3 separate regions of the Mus musculus genome follow, and regions 1 and 3 are each linked to region 2. A link is a contact called in public ChIA-PET and capture Hi-C data. All regions are on one chromosome and are shown on one strand. The core of a region is the stretch at or near the end of the contact, and the rest is flanking DNA. Distances in the headings are between cores, read along the strand shown. Region 1 has its middle 32 kb from the start of Ifngr1. Region 2 overlaps Gm33332 (a long non-coding RNA gene). Region 3 holds the start of Map3k5 (mitogen-activated protein kinase kinase kinase 5).

The links. ChIA-PET counts read pairs in DNA pulled down with a chosen protein or histone mark. Capture Hi-C pulls out chosen DNA fragments and counts their contacts.
Region 1: a contact with region 2 is called in a capture Hi-C map of bone marrow-derived macrophages, with 8 times the contacts expected there. The contact joins two enhancer-like sites. A contact is called at or near these places in 2 of 484 Hi-C or Micro-C datasets (CD4 T cells and the G1E-ER4 cell line), 4 of 115 datasets of contacts at active chromatin or transcription factors (T-cell acute lymphoblastic leukemia, large pre-B cells, microglia and 1 more) and 1 of 9 other capture datasets (bone marrow-derived macrophages).
Region 3: a contact with region 2 is called in an RNA polymerase II ChIA-PET map of memory CD8 T cells, with 15 read pairs. The contact joins the promoter of Map3k5 here to the enhancer-like site in region 2. A contact is called at or near these places in 1 of 15 datasets of contacts at CTCF or cohesin (large pre-B cells), 2 of 484 Hi-C or Micro-C datasets (both in embryonic stem cells) and 5 of 115 datasets of contacts at active chromatin or transcription factors (bone marrow-derived macrophages, embryonic stem cells, large pre-B cells and 2 more).

Annotation. Positions count from the first base shown.
Region 1 is chr10:19,558,144-19,560,977 of GRCm38.p6, reverse strand. No RefSeq gene overlaps it. Among named protein-coding and RNA genes, the nearest start is that of Ifngr1, 32 kb to the left of the region's middle. Within about 2 kb of position 1,252, at least 15 of the 459 cell types and tissues checked have an H3K27ac peak or open chromatin away from gene starts, as enhancers often do. A contact at or near this core is called in bone marrow-derived macrophages and microglia, where this site is marked.
Region 2 is chr10:19,690,664-19,693,398 of GRCm38.p6, reverse strand. All of the region lies in intron 1 of Gm33332 (a long non-coding RNA gene), which reads left to right. Among named protein-coding and RNA genes, the nearest start is that of Il20ra, 21 kb to the left of the region's middle. Within about 2 kb of position 1,433, at least 128 of the 459 cell types and tissues checked have an H3K27ac peak or open chromatin away from gene starts, as enhancers often do. A contact at or near this core is called in bone marrow-derived macrophages, memory CD8 T cells and microglia, where this site is marked.
Region 3 is chr10:19,933,055-19,935,849 of GRCm38.p6, reverse strand. It overlaps Map3k5 (mitogen-activated protein kinase kinase kinase 5), which reads right to left and starts at 1,324. Exons shown (of 30, transcript NM_008580.4): 1 at 776-1,324. The coding sequence starts at 1,244.

The DNA.
Region 1 (2,834 bases), core at 3-2,502, 130 kb after region 2:
ATTGCTCTTAACTGCTGAGCCATCTCATTGGCCCAAATTTTTGTTCAAAGTTTTTATAGCTAAGGGATATTACTTACCAGAAGATAGATACTTAAAGACGACATAAAACAAACAAACAAACAAACAAACAAACACAAATATGTTCTTTTAGGTAGAACGAGTATAAGACACAGGGGTGTGTGTTAGAGAAGAGCAAACAAACAAGGCCCTCTAACTAAACAGGATTGATGCAGATATGAACTCACAGAGACTGGGGTAGCATGCACAGGGCCTGTGTGGGTTTGCACCAGTTGGGGTCCTCATCCCTAACCCAGAAGCTATCTCCAATTGATAACCATCTGCAAATGAAAGTTTAGTTCTCTCCAAAGGAATATCCCTGGGGAAACCATTCACTCTTAAAGGTAGGCCGCACTCCCAGCAGCAGATGTCAACAGAAAACCAACTAAATGACGTGTTTGGAGGTTTCTTGTCTCACAGTGTCATGTCAGGGATTTTCCTTTTTTAAAATTATATTGTTTTTTGGCTTTATTTTATTGATATTTTTTTTCTTTTCCCTTTTCATTCTACAGACACTTTGAATACATATTATGGCTTCCAGTTTGGTGTTTTTGTGGATTTCTGACTCTGTTTCTTGTGTTTTCTCTTTGGGTTCTTTTCCTCTGTTTGTTTGTCTTGTCCTATGCTGATGTGCTAGTTTTTGTCTTATTATATTATATTTTATCTTGTTGATATTCATTAGAAGACTGTAGATTTCTAATGAGAGACAGAGAGGGATGGATCTGGATGGGAGGTGAGGTGAGATGAGGAGGAAGTGGGGATGCAGAGGGAGGAGAATCATAATCAAGATATACGATGTGAGAAAACTGTTTTCAATAGAAGGGAAGACATTTAATGTCCTCTTTATTCATGGCCCCGAGTTTGTATACAATATCCCCAATCACTCGTGGGCTTATTGGGAGGATACAGCTGTTTACGCTATAATTGCCTGTGGTTTCGCTGAGGGGAAGTTACACAACGCAGTTGTTTTATGCTGATCTTTTAAGAAATTTCTCTGTTGTTACAAAGCTACTAAAATTTATGAATGACCTAAGATATCACTTAAAAACTGGATTTTCCTGGTGATTGAGGTAACACGAGTTTCTGAAGTATTTTCTGTCCTTTGTATATATGAAGGAATGGAAGTACTTTGGATTGGCAGCTGTCCAGACTTTAGGACCAGACTGAGAAGGCAGTGTCTTTTCCTCTTGACTTTAATCCAAAAAGTGGCCATGCCTTTGTATAAAACAGGAAGATGACTATTCTCTATTATTTGGTATGGGGATATATTTAGGGAGGAATCTATTTTAAAATATTCATATTTATTAAGAGATAAAGGCTGCAAATGTCCTATCCCAACTCCCTCAGCTTTATCGTGACAGAAGACATGAGGTTTAGATTTTGAGTTGGTCCCATATAATTTGTATGTCTCCACCAAGAAGTCCTTACATACTGTCCCTAAGATGTTGGTTTCTATTCATGAATTTTTACAATAGAGAAAGAATGTTTTTTAATCCAGCTTTCCTCTTGGAATTTTTTCTGGATTATTAAAAGTGTCTAAGAAACATCTGTGTCATAAGCTATGGCAGCTGACAAAGCTGTGGATCTAGCTGTAGATGACTGTCTACCCATCAAGCACCCACTGTACATTAGCCAAAGATTTGAAAGCCTAAGATGGAGAATTATTATGGCTTCCTGGAAGTTCTTTTGTTCATGAGATCTGACTGGCTATGGCAGTTAGTGCCACGCCGTGTTGCAAGATTTACAAGCAATCTTAAGAATATTTTCAGATTAAAAAGACAAGGAGTCAGGATCGATTATGCCTTAGTTCAAAATCCAAAGTACACATCACACTGGCCACTACCAAAACTGAGGTTCAGATGAGAGCTCTGCCATTTTCCAATGTGTTTGTGAGAGAATAAAGCTTAAAGTGCGAGTATTGTTGTTGGTCACTAGGATTGAAAAGTATGATTTAGACAACAAGAAAATAATATTGTTGGTTATTTTCATTAGCAATGGTTAGTTAATATAGCCGTTGTCATTAATAGCTTAATTAGTTGTTTAATAAGTTAATTGTCATTGATTGCCTATTTCACAAATACTGCTTCTCCATTTTTCATTTCATCACTAAAAAAATAAAACCTTACTCTTTTAAATCTCAGTAATTTCATGTCCTCAGTTATCCACAGACTGGTCATATTGACAATTGATACAACTCATGGGGAAAAAATATCTAATTTTCCAACTGCTGGTTGTTAAAACCGCTGCATTTTTTCCAGGTACCCCTCAAGGCTTGAGTCTAAGGTGGTTCTTGGAGGTCCTTGTTCCCTTTTATTCTTCTGGAAGTAAAGGTGACATGTTTGGCTGTAAAAGGCTTTATAGTTGCCTGGGTAGCAGAATGAATATGGTTCAACTTACTGGGAAACACTTCCTTCTTTACCTAAGCTCTAACTACATTCTTACCTAATATATTAGCATATACAATGGGCCCTTCGCAATCATCAGTCTTAGAAGAGAGAACTAGGAAGCACAGCTGTGACAACTCTTTTATTTGCTATAATTATTAATGTTTATATGTGTAGTGGTGAAGGTGGACACACATGTGCCAAACATGTGACCTGCATATTTAACCACAACAACTGCATATTTAACAACATTTAAACACAATGATACACATATCATCACATACACATACACATATATACATACATATGTATGTTTATATCAGAACAATATATACATATATACACATACATACACACATACACACACATATATCAGTAGATATGGAGCAAAGG
Region 2 (2,735 bases), core at 184-2,683:
GCTTATGAGGACAGGGGCGGGCATCAGCTTCTGGGGCTAAGCATCAGCTCCAACATTCTCAGAAATGGAGTGCCTAGCACAGCAGAAATGTGACCCATCGGCCACTGGATGTCACTCTCTGCTCATACTCCCAAGTCTGGCTGTCCTTCCAGGCTTCTGCAATGTTCTCATAAGAAACACGCCAGAGGGCAGAGGTTCACCTGTGCAGGACCCCCTCAACATGGGATCGTCTGCAGTTCCAAAGTGAAATTGATTTTTGATTCTCAGCAGCGTAGACAGAGAAGAGATGAGTGGGCTCGAGTGGGCCTTTCCCATCTAGGCACTTAGGTGGTGCTCGGACAGAGCTCTAGGATCTGTCAGTCAAGAGGCGGCAGGCTCACTTACAGGGTCACAGCTAGAATCAAGGACTGCTACTCACGTTAGGTTCACATCCGACATGGCTTGCATGTAAACAGAACACCGGAATCCCTTCATCGGAAAACAGAACAGGAAGTGCAAAAATGGGGCTCAGTGACCAGTGTGAAATTGGGCCAGCTTTTTTTCTTGGGAAGAACTTTTTAACAGCAGAGGTTACCACTTGAACCAGAAGAGACCCTAGCACCAGTTCCTTGAGGGTTTCCACCTATGTGCACGGTCTGAGAGTTCCCCCTTCCTACCTACCATGGTGACACAAGCTGCTTTGACCTCTATCTATTACTTACCCCATCATCTTTGAGCCAATGTACCTACTTATCATTTAATCAAGGTTTTAACAAGTCTGGAGCAATTTGCTACAGTCCCCGTGGGGCATCTCCTCTGGAGAGGGTATTTACTCTGTTATTCAACATGACAACATTCGTTTATCGGATGCTGTTTTCTGAGTTCCATACACTGGTAGGTTGAGCAGGGACACAGTCCATGCAGTACCCGTTACTGAAGAATTGAAGTATTTCCGTGTTGAGATCTTAAGGTAGAGGGCACCGATTGCTTTGTAGATATCGTCAGTGTGTGGAGATGGACTTGACTTTCCCATGTGGAGTAGCTTGACTTACTCAGCTACTCTGTGTCCAGAGGCAGCTTCATGAGGTCTTTGTGCCTTTGAAATAAGTCCTGTGGCAGCCTCGGGGAAGCTGTGTGAAGGCTGTTCGTGAACAGCCAAAGAGTTTTGTTTTAAAGTTAACTCTCACCCTGGAGTGTCTTTCAGAGTTTGTCCTTGTGCTTAAGATATAACGCCCCCAACCCCATCGCAGTGGTGACTTGGACGATGGCCGCTTCTACGTCTCTATGAAGCAACACCTTTTTCTACTCTTAGATTTACTGCCAGTTCGAACTTCCTCTAACTGCCCGGCAGTTTCTGCATCGGGACTTCGGTAAGCGAAGCTTCCTCTGACTGTTTTGCTCTTTTGTAACGGCTCTCACTTCCTCTCTGCCACATGCACACTCAAGTGTCAGTTTGAACTCTGGTGACTTCTACGGTGAAGCCGGAGCTGTGCATTAGTCAGCTGCGCCCCAACCCCCATTCTACAGTCCTTATGACACTCATGCCCGTGACACTTCTCAGATGCCCCCAACAGCACATTCCTTTCTGTAGCAATCCCATGGCTAGGGGAGTTTGCCACTTGACCCCTATAGCATACTGCTATCAGTTCTCACACTTCTTTGAGGGGGTCTTCATTGCCAATTGGCCAGCAAATAATCTATCTATAAAATACCGCTAAGTAACTGTTAGGATCATTTTTGAAGCCAAGTGTCTTTGGTTGGGTCCCCGGAAACAATTCTGAAATGGAGACTTCTGGGCAGTGGTTTAATTAACTGGTAAATGCTCTGAGGGTCAATACCGGCAGGGATGAGGGAGTAACTGTGTCAGAGGCTGCATGCTGACTTGATGCAGAAGGTGGGGCCAATCCCACTCAGGTGCTGAGGATCTGGGGGTGGGGCACCTCCAGTTGGTCCTGCCTGAGTTGCCCCAGTTGATGCCAGAGGCTACGAAGAGGAGTGACCTGGCATTCCTCAGTCAGTGAGACCACAGCTTAGGGGCAGTTTCTTCCAGGCAAAGGCAGAGCCTTGAGGACACACCCAGAAGCAGTCAACTGGCTGTGGGAAACAAGGACATGCAGTCTGAAGTATGCTTGCTCCCTTCCCAAGTACTGTCCTTTTTTTCTGGATCTCTTCTGAAGTGTGTTGAAATCCTTAATTTATCTCTTTGCCCCATCTTTTTATTTCTAAAATAAATGTTTCTGTTAGTATTATGTTATATTAGATGTTCTATTTATCTAAAATAAATATTTCTTTTAAAAAAGATTTCCTTTTAAACAAATACTCCCAGAAGTAATAGAGTGAATATGCACTTTGGAGTGAAATAAAAACTGGATTAAAAAGAAATGTTTTTCTAGTGGTGCTGATCCACACTGTGAATTACTTTACTCTATGATTCAAGTGGTATTTCTAACCAATACACACTTTCTGGTTTAACAATAACTTTTCAAAAAACTGTAAACGAAAATCTTATCTATTTGTATGTCAATGGTAGGTTTCTGCCAATAACATTTGCTAGCAAGAATCGTTTTTTTAAAAATTTTATTTATTTTTTTGATTTGCATGTTGATTTTTCTTTTTTATTAATTAATTTATTTTTTTACACTCCATATTTTATTCCTCCCCCCATCCTCCAACTGCTCCACATCTCATACTTGCTCCCCACCCCCTGTCTCCATGTGGATGCCCCCATCCCTCACCCCACCTGAACTCTAAACTCC
Region 3 (2,795 bases), core at 75-2,574, 240 kb before region 2:
CATTAAAATTGCATGGGAACTCTTTAAACCATGCCAAATTATAAACTCTTCCACTCACCACAGTATCTGAGGTAATTTTTTAAAAAAACAAACAAACAAACAAAAAACAAAACAAAAAAAACTGGTTCTTTGGGCAAGATTCTAACAAAGATCACACACATTTGGTGTGTTTCACGGTGCTTTTACTCCAACATATAGTTATTTGACCGTTCAAAGTAGTAAGAGAATGGGAAATTGAAGCCACCAAAACTCGAAGGTGAAATGAGTTGGGGAAGGTCAGGCCGCGCTTTGAAAACTCAAACGAAACTCTGCACACAGCTGGCTGCTTAGCATAAGGGCATTTCTGTACTCCCAAGACTGCACAGAGAACAGAACATCACTTCAGTGGGCCACAGGTGTGTGTTTGCAAAAGCAAAACCTACCCACCTCCTAACTGAAGAGAAGTGATTGAAGCAATTATTCGCAATGGTGGGAGGAAGTGTTTTTCCGAGCCTTGTACTTGGACCCAGGGTCTTCGCTGCCGGATAATGAATAAATCAGCGGAGGATCTCCCGCACAAATACAGTCACTTGCACCAGCACACCCTCAACTAGGAGCGGCCGGCCTGAATAGTCCTGCAACCACTCTTGCCGCTCTCAAGGTGAGGCGTGATGTAAATAGGAAGCTTGCTTCCCGCCCACGAAAAACAAAACAAAACAAAAATCCCCCCCCCCCCCCAACCAAGACAGCCAGGAGAAACCGGCTGGGCAAAGCAACGAGCCGAGCTGCCACTCACCTGCGTTGTAAAAACGGTCCAGCACGGCGGTTTCCCCGAAGTCCAGCTTCCCGAAATGCAGGGTCTCCAGGGTGGCGCCCACCGCCTCGCACGCCTCCCGCAGGCTCTGCAGGGCCTCGCTCTCCGCCACCACCAGCTGCCCCTGGCTCGCCTCATTGATCACATAAGCCACGGTGGTACGCCGGCCGCCCCCGCTGCCAGAGTTGCCCCGGCCTCGGGTGGCGCTGCTCCCGGGGGCGGTGGTAGGGCAGCTGGTGCCGGGAGCCGCCGCGCTCTCCACGTTCCAGAAACTGCCCGGCGGTGGCGGCGGCGGCGGCACAAGCAAGGGCTGCAGGCTCGGCTCTCCCTCCGCCGCCGTCGCCGCTCCTCCTCCCCTCCGGCAGCTGCCGCCCTCCGGGATGGTGCAAAAGCCCACGGACGCAAAGGGCGGCACGGAGAAAGTGATGCCCTCGCCGGCTTCGGTGCCCATCTCTGCCTGCCGGGCTGCCACGGCGGCGACCCCGGAGTCCCCAGCCCAGACGCACCGTCTGGCTAGCCACAGCTCCGGGCTGCTCCGCGCGCGCCGGGCTAGGCAGCTGCCATCGCGCGCCGCGCCTTCACCGCCCCGCCGCCGCCTCCGCTCGGGCGCCCTGTCCCCCGGGGCCACGCCGCTGCCCGGCGGCGGCTCGCCCCTCCTCGGCGCCTCCGTGGCCACGCCGCTCGCCCGCTGCAGGGTGGAGAGTCCACGGGGTGGGGACGCCGGCCGCGGCGAGCGGGAAGGGACAGAGCTTCCTCCTCTTGGCGGGCGGACGAGTCGGCGGCCAACCTGCGCAGCCCGGCTCAAGGGCGCCGCGCTCGGGGAGCCGCGAGCTGTCGCCTGCCGAGCGCGGGCCGGGCGAGGGCGCCCTCTGGGTGCCGGCGCTACCTGGAGAACACCTTACGCGCGGTGGGCGGGCTACCCCGAGCCGCGTCCCGGAACCTCCGTGGCCGCTCCCGAAAGGATCCGCCTCTCTGCTCCGCAACAGCTCCCTTGCACCGACTCCGTCTCCTCCACCACCACCTCCTCCTTCCTTCCTTCCCTTCCTCTTTCACCGGTTCGCCGCGCCCTCCGAGTCCCAGCGACCGTCTCGCAGCCGCCCGTCCTCTCGGCTACCCGCCTGTGGCCGCCCACTCGTTGCAGCACAGAGAGCCAGGGCCCGCCCCTGAGGAGGGCGCTGCTGGGAAGCTGCAGCCTGGACCGAACCCACTGCTCCGGGACCTCAGAGAACTGGGAAAGAGGGCTGAAACCCTGTGCGCGCCTCGCTGCGGGACGGCGCAAAAGAAGAGTCTCTAACCCGCACTGTCCCGGTCAGCCCGCCAGGCGTTTGCAGCGCTGGGCGCAGCCACCGCGCCTCGCTCGTTCTGGTCCGCTCGTGGGCAGCGCGTGGCGCTGGATGCACCGTGGCAACACGCGTGCCGAGAGGCGGGAGGATCCAACAAGCGCCCTACAGCCCAGGCCTCAAATGGAAAGTGGTTTATAAGTGACAGGGGCGCTAAATTTAGAAGTGGTCGGCTAAATTTATCGTGGCAGCCGCTGGTACTTTTCATTGTAAAATTTCCAGTTGCTTACGCTGTTATCGTTAATGAGTAATTGATTGGCTCCATTGCCGAATGACTTAATACTCTCATATATCATCTTAAAGTCACCCCTTCCTCAAAATGCCAGATACCTAAGATAGAAAATGCATGGGAAAATTATCATTCAGAGTTGAAAGAGAGAAGTTAACTTATTTCATTTTTTAAAACTGAACCATACACAAATGAAAAGGCTTGATTGCTTTAGTGTGATCAAAAAGCTCCCGCTTATTTTGGGAAGCAAAACCAGATGTGTAAATTCCCAGAGAACTCTCCCAGAATGCTGTAGGTCATGTCAGGAAAGCCAAGGCAAGCTGCAATACGTAAAGGATTTGGATTTCCTAACTTGAGGTTAGTAAGCCAAAATGTAAGAGGCAAAATGTAAATTGGATGTCAAACTCCCCAAAGCCTTACTTAACACAGTATT